Linked DNA regions of Mus musculus: all the other regions are linked to region 2. The links are chromatin contacts, called in public Hi-C maps. All regions are on one chromosome and are shown on one strand. Each heading gives the region's core, a stretch centred on a gene start, on an enhancer-like site or on the middle of the called end of the contact. The rest is flanking DNA. Distances are from core to core; before and after follow the strand shown. Region 1 has its middle 17 kb from the start of Gm34481. Region 2 has its middle 16 kb from the start of 4933404K13Rik. Region 3 has its middle 27 kb from the start of Gm40632.

Region 1 (3,902 bases), core at 966-3,465, 200 kb after region 2:
TACATAGTGATACCCTGCTTCAAAAAGACCAAGGGGAGAGAAATTTGTTCACTCTGGGGGGTGGGGGGGAAGGTACCTGCTTTTAATCTAAACAAAACTTTCTCAAGTGGTCACTTCTCCGTCATCAGTTCACTGGAGGAGAGCGCAGCATGCCACCCTAGAACGTATCACTCTGGCGTACTGATCATTCTGAGCTGAAGGAGCTTAAGAAGAAGCAGACACAGAGTAGATCCTCTTTTCTCCCCTTTGGGGGAGGCATACATTCCCCGTGAGAAAGCTGCCTGCCTGGCTCCATGGTGAAAATATTCTTATCTGGAGAGATGTGCAGTGCATGCCAAGAGGAATCTAGGCAAACAAAACCTATGTCCCATCAGCTTCTCCTGTATATTTCCCATTCACACTCCCATGTCCTGATGTGGACACAAGCCCCTTCCTCGTGTCTAGCTATTTCTATACGTGTCATCCACTGCTGAAAATATACATAAATGTTTTATCCTAGTAACCTCTTTGAAGTTTTCATTTCTTTGTCAAAGTTCTCTGTGTCAAGTAAATTTTTTTTAATTTTTAATAAATTTGACATTCATTAATATTATTAAGACAGGGTCTCTTGTAACCCAAACTGGCTTTGAACTCACTTTTTGTATTAGAGGGTGACCTTGAACTCTTGATTCTCTTGCCTTTACCTCCTCATATATACAACTGGGCCCAATTCATTTGGGGCTGGGGATTGAACCCAGTCCCTGACTGTGTTAGGCAGGCACTCTACCAACTGGGTTCTACTCCCCAGCCCCAGGGGAAAATCCTAACAACAAGCTCTGTACTTTTTTCTTCTGTTATTCTGTCTTTGGTCAGCTTTGGGCATATAATTTCCCCCTGCAATATTTTATGTTGTTCAAATCTCCAGTCTTTCAATCCCCCTCCTTGCTTAGGCCTCTCTTATGTGTCTCCTAAAAGGCAATTATTTTCCAGTTACTCAGAGTGGGCCTCTGTCTGGTAGCTCATTTATACCATTTATCTACCATTAGCTTCCATTTCTATTTTGATTGTTGCCAGAGAAAGTTAAAGGTAATGTTTTAGCAAATAAATTTATCTTGCAAGGCTTGATGGCACACATCTTAAATCCCAGTATATGGAAGGCAAAACCAGACAGATCTCTGTGAGTTCAGGGCCCTGGTCTGCATAGCTAACTCCAGGCCAGCAGGACTCCACAGTGAGACTGCCTAAAAACAAAACAACAGTACATCTGCCTACACATGATGGAGACAGAACCGGTATTTAACCAATTTCTGTTTCACTTTTCTCTTACTAAGCATATAGAAACTCCATTTTCTGGTCTAGTGTGCGTGCGTGCGTGCGTGCGTGCGTGTGTGTGTGTGTGTGTGTGTGTGTGTATGTTCACAGGCCCCCTCACAACTTCCTCATGTAATCGTTTCTCCTCTCTGTGTTTGACAGCACTCTCTAGCAGATCACCAGATCCAGCAATCTGAGGATTGTCCCCAACTCTCCCTCTTCCTTTATCCAACATCATACCCAGTTACTCTAACCCCTCCCCACCAAAATTTTTCCATTTTTAACGTCTCCTTTCCATCTTCAATGTCACCCGGTTTCTGCTGATTAATCAGGTTTCCTGGGTTCCCTGTCATGTGCCCTGTTCTCTCTCTCCTGTGCAGTTTCTTATTTCACTTACTGACTAAACTGCACCATGGCCTGCAGGATTTCTCCTGGCCCTGCCTGTCTCTCTGGCCTGCTCTCAGAATTCTCCTCCTCCTCCTCCTCCTCCTCCTTCTTTTCCTCCTCCTCTTCCTTCTCCTCCTCTTCTTCCTCTTCTCCTTCCTCTTCCTTCTCCTCTTTTCTCCCCCTCTTCCTCTTTGTCCTTCCCCTTAAGTTTGTATTTAGCCCTCAAGTCCCCCAGAAGGACACCCTGAGCCTCTACTTAAAGTCCATCCCTTTTTAACTTCTGTCATGGTAATTAGTCTCTGTAGAAACCTTTGTGACACTCTTTTTTTGTTTGTTTGTTGGGTTTTTTGGTTTGGTTTGGTTGCCCACACACACACACACACACAAGACAGGGTTTCTCTGTGTAGCCATGGCTGTCCTGGAACTTACTTTGTAGACCAGGTTGGCCTCAAACTCAGAAATCCTTCTGCCGCTGCCTCCCAAGTGCAGGGATTAAAGGCATGTGCCGCCGCCGCCACCACCACCACCACCACCACCCGACTTTGTGACACTCTTATCTGTTCTGTATTCACTGGCCTGCCTTCTCCAACAGAACAGCTGTGTGCACAAGGAAAAATAATAGCAAAGACTTTCTTTGTGTTAGACCCGGCCTAGGTGTTTTATGTATGTGAGTGCAGAGTGTCCAGCGTCTCCTGGAAACACCACCTTTTGTTTCCTCATAACCACACTTCCCAGAATGTATGTAGTGCTCCACAGAGTTCGTTTGTTTGTTTTAGACAGGTGGAAATTTTTCTAGTTAAACCTCCCAAAGCCTCATATGTTTAGCAGAACAACATGGGGGAAATTTTTCCAGTTACCTCAAAAATTCAAAGACAGAACACAGCAACGTGTCAATTGAGAATGATGTCCCTGTGTCTTGGAAGGGGATGTTACTTATAAACGGCCATGTGTCTGTAAAAGAGGAAGCTGACAGAGAAGCTCTGTCCTGCGTGATGCCAGCCATAGACATTTTGATGTGCGGTGAGGCTCCACAGAGAACATGTGACCTTCTAGTGCTGCTGATACTAAGGGTGACCTCGTAGCCTCTGGATCAGATGAGTCATGGTCTGTGGTTGCGTTTGTCCCAAATGCCCTTTCCTAGTACTTTCCATGCCTGGCCCTTGCTTTTGCCTGATGCTAAACCAGAAAAGTCTATGGCGTTTCTAGGAGAGCGTTGGGTGAACCGGGGTGAGCAGGCATTACAACAGGACCACGGACAACACACCCACAACAACTGCTTCAACTCTCCAGCAATCGGCACTTCCCACGCGACAGGATCATGCTTTAAGACAGAGGTACAGGGAGGGTAAAAGGCACTTACCCTTGCAAATTGACTGTTTAGCATCAGCGAACAAAACTCACAAAAAAACAAAATGAAGGAAAATATTTAAGTAAGTCTGTGGAAGGTCACAGAAATGTGACACAAAAAGACTGGTCAGTGAGGCCTGCAGACGCCTTTCTCTTCTGTTTCGTTCCATTGCTAATACCAAGCCTCACGCATGCTCAACAGCTGAGCCACATCCTCATGGGATGAAGACAGTAAAGGGGAGAGCACACAGCTTTCTTACAAGAGATAGGACAGGTATAGAAATACAAATGACTTTTTGAAAGACATGTCACCCAGGAAAAATAGTAACACTGTGCACCCAGGTTGGTACAGACTTCTTGTCTCAGAAGATGAGGTCCTGATGGTGGGAGAGGGTGTGAAGTGGATTTCTGTGGGGCAACCCTCTGCTCTGATACAGAAGGGATTATAGGACATGAGACGCCTCCAACTCAAACAATGTTCATAGGAAGTGGTGTATGTGGCAGTGGCACACCAGGAAACCCCTCAGGAGGCCCCTCGGGAGGCCCCTCGGGAGGCCCCTTGGGAGGCCCCTCAGGAGGCTTACTGCATTTCAATGATGCTTCATCTCCATCCTCAGGGCAGTGCAGGAAGGTGGATAAAAACTCACTGATTAAATCTTGTGATGATAACTGACTTCTGCTCTTCAAAAACACCAAAGTCTTGAAATCAAAGACTGAGGAACTGGTGTAGATTGAACACAACTAAAGCGTGACCAGATTCAAAGACATATGCACCAAGTGACTCCCAACTGCATCCTTTTCTTTCTCTTCTTCCTCTTCTTCCATCTCTTCCTCTTCCTCCCCCATCTCTTCTTATTCCTCATCCTCCTCTCCCTCCT
Region 2 (3,797 bases), core at 287-2,786:
ACTTCTTCTCTATCAGCTACCAGGGATTGGACTGCTAAGTAAACAAAAACTCATTCCCCCCCCCCCCCTTATTCCTTCCTCTGCGGTATTTATCTCATTATGGACTCATGGCATCCTACTTTAATAAATAGTTAATGCTTGGTGATTATTTATTTATGTGCATGCATGTGTGCTATATATGTGCATAAGTGCCTGCAGAGGCTTGAAGAAGGCAATGGATTTCATAAAGCTGTGGTCACAGGCAGTTGTGAGCTGCCTGATGTGGGTGCTGGATCTGAACTTGTGTCCTCTGGAAGATCAGTAAATGCTCTTATCCACTGTCTTAGTTAGGGTTTCCGTTGCTATGAAGAGACTCCATAACCAAGGCAACTTTTATAAAGGACAACATTTAGTTAGAGCTGGCTTACAGGTTCAGAGGTTCAGTCCATTATTATCAAGGTTGAAACATGACAGCATCCAGGCAGGCATGGCATGAAAGAAGCTGAGAGTTCTTCTACATCTTGGTCTGAATGAAGGCTGCTAGTGTAAGACCCCTGAAACTGGGCCTCCACTCAAGTCCTGGGATGAGCTAGCCGGCACCCCAGTGACTCCAGAGAAAACCACACCTGATGCAAACTGCAAGAGACTTTATTATCAGTTAGCTGAGGACGAACTCCTTCTGCCGAGCAGGGCAGGGGAGTTCGACCCCTAGCGGTAACAGTAGGGGGCTTTTAACAGCTAGCTGAGGAATTGGGAGGAGTTGGGAGGAGTTGGGCTACAGCTCTTCTCTGCCAGTCTCACACTAGGAGAAGAGTGATTGTCTCCCAGGCAGCTAGGAGGAGTGTCACCAAGCCTACCCCACCACACACACACATTGACACACTTCCTTCAACAAGGACACACCTCCTCCAACAAGGACACACCTCCTAATAGTGACATTCCATAGGCCAAGAATATTCAAACCACCACACTGACTGAGCAATCTCTCTAGTCCCTCCCCCATTCTTCTTTTTATTGTTCAAATTATTCTCAATCTGGTCAGAGCCACCCATTCATGGGGTCGTGATATTCTTCTTCATGGCCTCTCATTTTTATTTTGTAGCACAAGATGGTATCCAGAGTAACCAGGGAAATAAGCCTCTTAGCATGTCTGTGAAGACTTATCTAGATTAAATTAATTGAGGTAGGGAAAGCCAACCTACCATGGGCAGCAGCATTCCACAGGCTATGGCCCAGACATCATAAAAAAGGAGAAACCCTGCTGAGCATGAGCCTTCCCATGGCCCTGCTTCCTGAGTGTGGGTCAATGTGACTGAAACTTCTGCTGTTGTGACTTCCCCACCATGGTGCACTGGACCCTCGAACTGTGAGCCCTCCCTTGAGTTTCTTTTGTCAGGCACTTGTGGCAGCAATGAACTGACTCCTAAAGAGTTTTTAACAAAGTCTCAAACGTTCAACTTTGCCAGGTGAAAGTCTGCTAGCTCAGAGGGGCAGAGAAAGCACACAGCTGACCTTCTTCCTCAGTCAATGTCCCCAGAGGAAAGGCACTTCCCCCCAACGCCCCTCCCCCCCACACACACTGTCTCAAAACTCCACTGAAACTGTGTCCTTCTCCCTGTTCCTGTGCATTTACTCTGAATCTTAAACAGGAAGCCAGGACCCCACCAAGAAAGAGGGAGAGGAGGCTATAGCACAATGGAGACAAGGGGAACTCTTCATTTTTTTAAAACTAGCATACAAAGTAACTTGATTCTGCCAAGCACTCTGGTCGAATCAACTTGACAGGTCTGGAAGCCACTCACGAGGCAGAGAGTTTCACGGAAGCTCACCTCCTGGAGTTCTGGCGTTCTCTTTAACCAATAAACTCATACCCTATTCCTGAGTTAGTCTGGTGTATGGATCCACGTGCTCTCTTTTAGTATTATCCTATTATAAGTGCCTTTTAAGATTGAATTCTGACATAGCTAAGCCTTCATCAGTTTTCCAACATCCTAGAAAGTCCTTGAGCAGACCATGGGCTTGCAATTCAGTAAGAATGCTGCCTATTCAGTGACATTCAGAATAGCCTCTGGTACTACACTATCACTTTGAATAAAAGCTTAGTCACTGCCCTACACAGGAATTTAACATCATCTAGGAAGAAGGAAGTTTGAGACCTAAGGAGGAACCAGGATACTTAGAACTATAGATAGCTGAGTTACACCCATACACAACTTATTTACAATGGCCTAGGGGGAAGGTGGACTATACAATAGACTAAAATAGGAACTATGGCAAGGGCACGAAGCCCTTGACCCTGGCTTCTAAGATTAAGTGGACCTTAGGTGGAGCTCTTTTTGATCCCAGTTGTTAACAACGAATTCTATCCCAGGTGGTTCCTGTCAGACCTTCTGTGTTTGTATTCCTCTGTTTTGTGTAAGAATCCAGTAACCTCTTTGTATCTTGCTGGTGTGTCACCCAACTTCCCTATTTTCTTCTGTATAAAAAGTTTGATGCTCGATTTGACAAATTACATTCAGATTCTACACAACCTCTCCTGTGTGCATCTGTCTGTCATTTCATCCCACGCTTTGCCCACCTGCCCCAGAGACCCGTTCCACGCAGACAAAGGGATCCAGAGGGTCTGCGGCATGCTTCAACTTGCTTCATCCTGTTCCTATACTTTGTTTTTCTCTGTATTCCGCAATCCCTCCCTTCAGTCACCCTGCCCCGCCCTGTATGTTTCTGCCCAGAATGTTCTTTCCATTTCCTTGTCACCTGGGTTCTGTCACCCTCCCAAGTCCCTCCTTAAAATCTTTCTCCCTCCTTGCTCCTCCTCCTAGTTTCATGACATGTTCCGAAACCAACTCCTGCATAAGTACATGTTTGTGACAACCGAAAGCCAGAGTCTGCCTAAGAGAGTAGAAGTGCAGTCTTCAGAGTCTGAGACTCCTCACTTAGTAATCATTTCCAGATCCATCCATTTCCCTGCAAAATTTCACATTTCATTTACCTTTAATGCTGACTAGAACTCCGTTGTGTATACATGCTACATTTCCAATTCATTATCCAGTACATTCATATGTGTGTCATTATCATTTCGTCAGGCGATGGACATCTAGGCTGATTCCATTTCCTTCTTATTGTGAATTGAATACCAATAAACATGAATGTATAAGGCTCTAGCACAGCTTACAGGGTCTTTGGGTCTTCTGTCCTGGCGACAGAGCTGGGCCATGTGGCAGTTGTTAGATTTTGAGAATCCACCACGCTAATTTCACAGTGGCCACACCAGTTTTCAGTCCCAGCAGCAGAAGAGGGCTGTTGGCTTCCCACCCTCACCAGCATTTGCTTCTTCTGTTTCCTGATGGTAGCCATTCTGAGATTTGAGACAGTTTTAATTTGCATTTCCTCGTTTCCCCAAGGGCTAAGAATATGGAATACTTAAAAAATGTTATTGGAGGGGCTGGCCTGGAACTCACTGTGTAGATCAGCCAGCTATCCTTGAACTCATAGAAATCTTCTAGCTTCTGCCTCCTATTTATAAAAGAAGTTAGGTCTGTCTGATGAATTGCTGCCTTAGTTAATGTGTAGGGGCAGTTGTAACCTGTTAATAGTGGTTTGAGGTCTCTTTAATGAGATAGGAGAGCCACTGTCCCAGCTTTCTGACAGCATCCATTTGCTAGAAAGCTGGCTTCCAGCATCAGTTTCTTTGCTCACTATGTCTTAGGGACAGCAGAGTTATAGATTTTTATAAACCAGTCAGCCAATTTGCACCTTCTTGGTGGAGACATGAATCTGCTTGCACGCAAACTTGTTGAGAGTTTTGCTTACCCCCA
Region 3 (4,055 bases), core at 787-3,286, 140 kb after region 2:
GTCCTAGGTTCCATTCCCAGTAGTGGCTAAATAAATAAATAAATAAATACGGCATAGTAAAAAGTTAGCCGCTCTATAAGCACCAGACATTAATCTTCAGTCCAAATAACTCCTGCAATTCCAACAACCATACCATGAAGGGATTTTTTTTCTTTTGCATAGATGAGTAAGCCAAGTTTTGTAAGAGGGGGACCCCCATCTACGACCAAGCCAGGGCCATACCGCAGCCTGTGTTTGTCCCTCTCTGTTCTGAGAGCTGTTCTCTTGTAGGACCCCATTCTGCCAGCAACCTCTGCCCATGGCTGTGAAGGCCTCGCTGGGAAACCTTTCCAGCTAATTAGATCTTAACTTATTCTCTATTCCTGCCATCTAACTTTGTCCTTGAGGACTGGGGTGTTCAGAAGCCCTGGCTGCAGTCAGCAGGTATGGGTCTCTATCCTGAACTTCATAGACTGTAATAAGGACCAAATGGAGGGGCAGTTAGCATACAGGGAGCTCTCAGTGTAAATAACTGACTATTATTGTTTTGCTTGGATTAATTCATATAGATTATTTCCCTCAGATTCTGGAAACCATAACCGAAGGACCTCAAGCTGAGTATAATGTACAGATAATATTACAAGAATAGCCCAGAGGGATGGCTCTGTGGCTAAGCGCACTGGCTGCTCTTCCAGAGGACCCAGGTTTAATTCCCAGCACCCACATGGCAGCTCAGAATCATCTGTAACTCCAGTTCCAGGGAGGTCCTCTTCCGGCCTTCAAGGGAACTGTGTGAACGTGGTGCACAGACATATATGATAAATCTAAGAGAAAAAAAAATCAGAAGAAAAGTATAAGGATTTTAAAAGAAAGAATATACCTCGACAGACTGTTTTCTGCATTTTCAGAATAGATTTACATTTTTAAGATGTGCTGCTAAAAATGTATAACCTATTTATTAAATGAACTGATAACTTGAAGGCATAACTACATAAAAACAATCAACTAAGCAGGGTGGTGGTGGTGCACGCCTGAGATGCAGAGGCAGGAGGATCTCTGAGTTAGAGGCCAGCTTGGTCTATAGAATGAGTTCTAGAACATCCAGGGCTATACAGAAAAACGTTGTCTTGAAAAAAACAAAACAAAAAGCAATCAACTACAATTATTATTAGCTGCCTGTATATATTTATATGTTAACAGTTCTTGGCACATTTTAAGATTAATTATATTTAACTATAATGACAAATGTCAAGTTGTTTATTGTAGACTACTGTAGAATAAAAAACTGTAGAAAAGGAAATAGAAGTCACCCGTGCTCACACCATTTAGAGGTGATTACCATTAACATTTTAATTTATCAACCTCTATAGTCTTTTATAAAATTACTTAATTCTCAAGTAAGATTACTCTAGACCAGAAATATAGCTTGGGGGCCGAGGACCTCTCTCTCATGTATGGAGCCCTGAATGCTATCCCCAGCTGCTCAAAGAATTCCTGAATATAACATTTTATAATGAGAAACTTACATCTCATTGTTCCTTAAGATGCAAGATTGGTACTTATATGTGGGGAAAGTGGAACCATGCCACCAGACAGAAAAATGGTAGGTCGAGCAGACTCAACCCAGTAAATCTCGTAATTGAGAACAATAGGTCTCAATCAGCTCCCGACCCGGTTCCTATCCTGGAGCACGTGACCATGACAACCCACAAAGAGGACCATGACAGCAGAGCGTGGAAACCCAGATTTCTCCATGCCAATGAGGCATCTAGCCAGACCCCGGATGTCTAGCCAAAGAGCTTCCCTTCCTGGGCATCCTTATCTCTGGTTCACCCCTAGTACATTGTATGCATCCTTGTCTGCTATGAATAAACACTTTGGACAATCGAGGACTGTCACCTTCATCAAGGACCTCCACAGGGAGAAGTTTTCTTCATACAGAGCTGCACCTAAGTCTCCCGAAGACGGCAGAGGCCCCTCCGCCCTCCTGGCACTCACCCTGAACTAAACCGGATGTCAGAAGGAGATGATGCATAGTGAAGTTTCAGACAGGCTTCCCCATTCCAGCCCCACCCCCCACACTGCTGCTTTCTACCAAACCCCCTAGGGAAGACTAGTGCTACCTCCTTTGGGTGCTGTTCCCAAAGCCTGCACTCTGCCCCCAGCATTTACAAAGCCCATTAACTCCAGATATGACCAGCAGAGGATGGGAGCCTGAAGCAAGTGGCTCTATTATCCAAGGCAAGCTTTGGATGGCATAGTGAAACCTTACTTAAGGCAACAATAACAACAATAAACCCGATCCATGGGAAGCTGAAGCAGGGGGATTGCTGTGAGTTTCAGGCCAGGCTGGGCTACAGAGTAAGACAGCAGCAGCCAAAAAGAGATCTGGTAAAACGAGCAACAATGTGTATCACTTAGACAGAGTGTTCTATAACATACAGAGACTGTTCATGTCACATTTTAGTGTCACATTCTTACCACAGGGGTTGCATAACAGGCTCCCATCTGACTACTGTATACCCTGTACCTTTGCTGACTACATTCCCTTGTGTTTGGAGTTCAAATTGAGGTCCTGGGTCAGGGCTGGGCTGGGCAGATGTTCCTCCTATATCTTGAGTATGTCTCCCAAAGTTCACAGACTAGAAACTAACCCCTCGGCACAGCAGTGTGGGGAAGTGGGAGCTATAGAGAGAGATATGAGACCATGGAAGCTCTGCTCCTAATAGCACAGCAGTGAGCTAGCCTCACAGGAACAGGCTAGTCACCTGTAGGCTGGCTTCTTTTGAAGTCAAGTTCAGCTCTCCCTCGTTCTGTGGCTCCAAACTTTCTCACCATATGTATTGGCTAGTTTTGTGTCAACTTGACACAGCTGGAGTTATCACAGAGAAAGGAGCTTCAGTTGAGGAAATGCCTCCATGAGATACAACTGTCAGGCATTTTCTCAATTAGTGATCAAGGGGGAAAGGCCCCTTGTGGGTGGGACCATCTCTGGGCTGGTAGTCTTGGTTCTATAAGAGAGCAGGCTGAGCAAGCCAGGGGAGGCAAGCCAGTAAAGGACATCCCTCCATGGCCTCTGCATCAGCTCCTGCTTTCTGACCTGCTTGAGTTCCAGTCCTGACTTCCTTTGGTGATGAACAGCAGTATGGAAGTGTAAGCCGAATAAACCCGTTCCTCCCCAACTTGCTTCTTGGTCATGATGTTTGTGCAGGAATAGAAACCCTGACTAGGACACCATATATCACTATACTATGTTAGACTACAAGAAGCTCATCCCCAGACATAGTCCCTGCTCTTCGACCCCCCACCCCTCCCCCATGCAAAGCCCCAAGCCAACACATTTCTGTTTACTAATTACCCAATCTCAGGTAGTCTTGTCATAGCATGGAAAACTGACCTCGATACTGTTATTTCTCCTGATTGCTCTGCTCCTGTCTCCAGGAGACCTCTGGTCCAAGGTTCTTTTTCATGGATTTGGTTCCCTAAGTAAACAGGTAACGGAAGATTGAGGCGCTCATGACCCTTACGTTTATGACCAGACTACATTGCAGAAGTTGCGGTTTGGGCTCTCTTTGAAGGGAAGGGATACTTTTTAAAAGGCATTTGTTAGTCTTTCCAAAAAAAAAAAAAAAAAAAAAAAAAGAAAAAAAGAAAAAATAGATGAAATAGCCAATTTTAGCTTAAGTGGTAAGGCTTTGTTATCTAAGGAAGGTAATTACCATCTCTCATTCCCCTATCACCTAACACAAGATGTGTGCATGATGCTCAACTTGCTCTGAATTGTACATTTGCTTGGAACAAATACAAGATAGCCAAGGATGGTCATGAGACTACAGCATAGCTCGAAGGGAGCTAACATCCCCTACAGTCCACAACCTGGGGCAGGAGAGGACAGGAAGCACTGCATCCACAGTAGGCTGCTGTCTTTATCCATAAATTAAGTGTGATTCACGGAAGAGCAAGGGATGCCAAATTGACAAGGGAGAGGCAATGTTGGCTTTGCACCATGACAACCAAGCTAAACAGGAACTATGTTTTCAAGAACTGCCTTCTCTGTATACTTCCAGGTCAGGGTT

Evidence for each region. Hi-C and Micro-C count contacts between places; a contact is called where the count stands out from the background.
Region 1: a contact with region 2 is called in a Hi-C map of bone marrow-derived macrophages, with 26 read pairs. The contact joins two enhancer-like sites. A contact is called at or near these places in 1 of 484 Hi-C or Micro-C datasets (bone marrow-derived macrophages) and 1 of 115 datasets of contacts at active chromatin or transcription factors (pancreatic cancer cells).
Region 3: a contact with region 2 is called in a Hi-C map of bone marrow-derived macrophages, with 2.6 times the contacts expected there. The contact joins two enhancer-like sites. A contact is called at or near these places in 4 of 484 Hi-C or Micro-C datasets (B cells, bone marrow-derived macrophages, nephron progenitors and 1 more) and 1 of 115 datasets of contacts at active chromatin or transcription factors (embryonic stem cells).

What each region holds. Positions count from the first base shown.
Region 1 is chr10:43,640,129-43,644,030 of GRCm38.p6, reverse strand. No RefSeq gene overlaps it. Among named protein-coding and RNA genes, the nearest start is that of Gm34481, 17 kb to the left of the region's middle. Within about 2 kb of position 2,215, at least 79 of the 459 cell types and tissues checked have an H3K27ac peak or open chromatin away from gene starts, as enhancers often do. A contact at or near this core is called in bone marrow-derived macrophages, where this site is marked.
Region 2 is chr10:43,839,585-43,843,381 of GRCm38.p6, reverse strand. No RefSeq gene overlaps it. Among named protein-coding and RNA genes, the nearest start is that of 4933404K13Rik, 16 kb to the right of the region's middle. Within about 2 kb of position 1,536, at least 21 of the 459 cell types and tissues checked have an H3K27ac peak or open chromatin away from gene starts, as enhancers often do. A contact at or near this core is called in bone marrow-derived macrophages, where this site is marked.
Region 3 is chr10:43,701,087-43,705,141 of GRCm38.p6, reverse strand. No RefSeq gene overlaps it. Among named protein-coding and RNA genes, the nearest start is that of Gm40632, 27 kb to the right of the region's middle. Within about 2 kb of position 2,036, at least 69 of the 459 cell types and tissues checked have an H3K27ac peak or open chromatin away from gene starts, as enhancers often do. A contact at or near this core is called in bone marrow-derived macrophages, where this site is marked.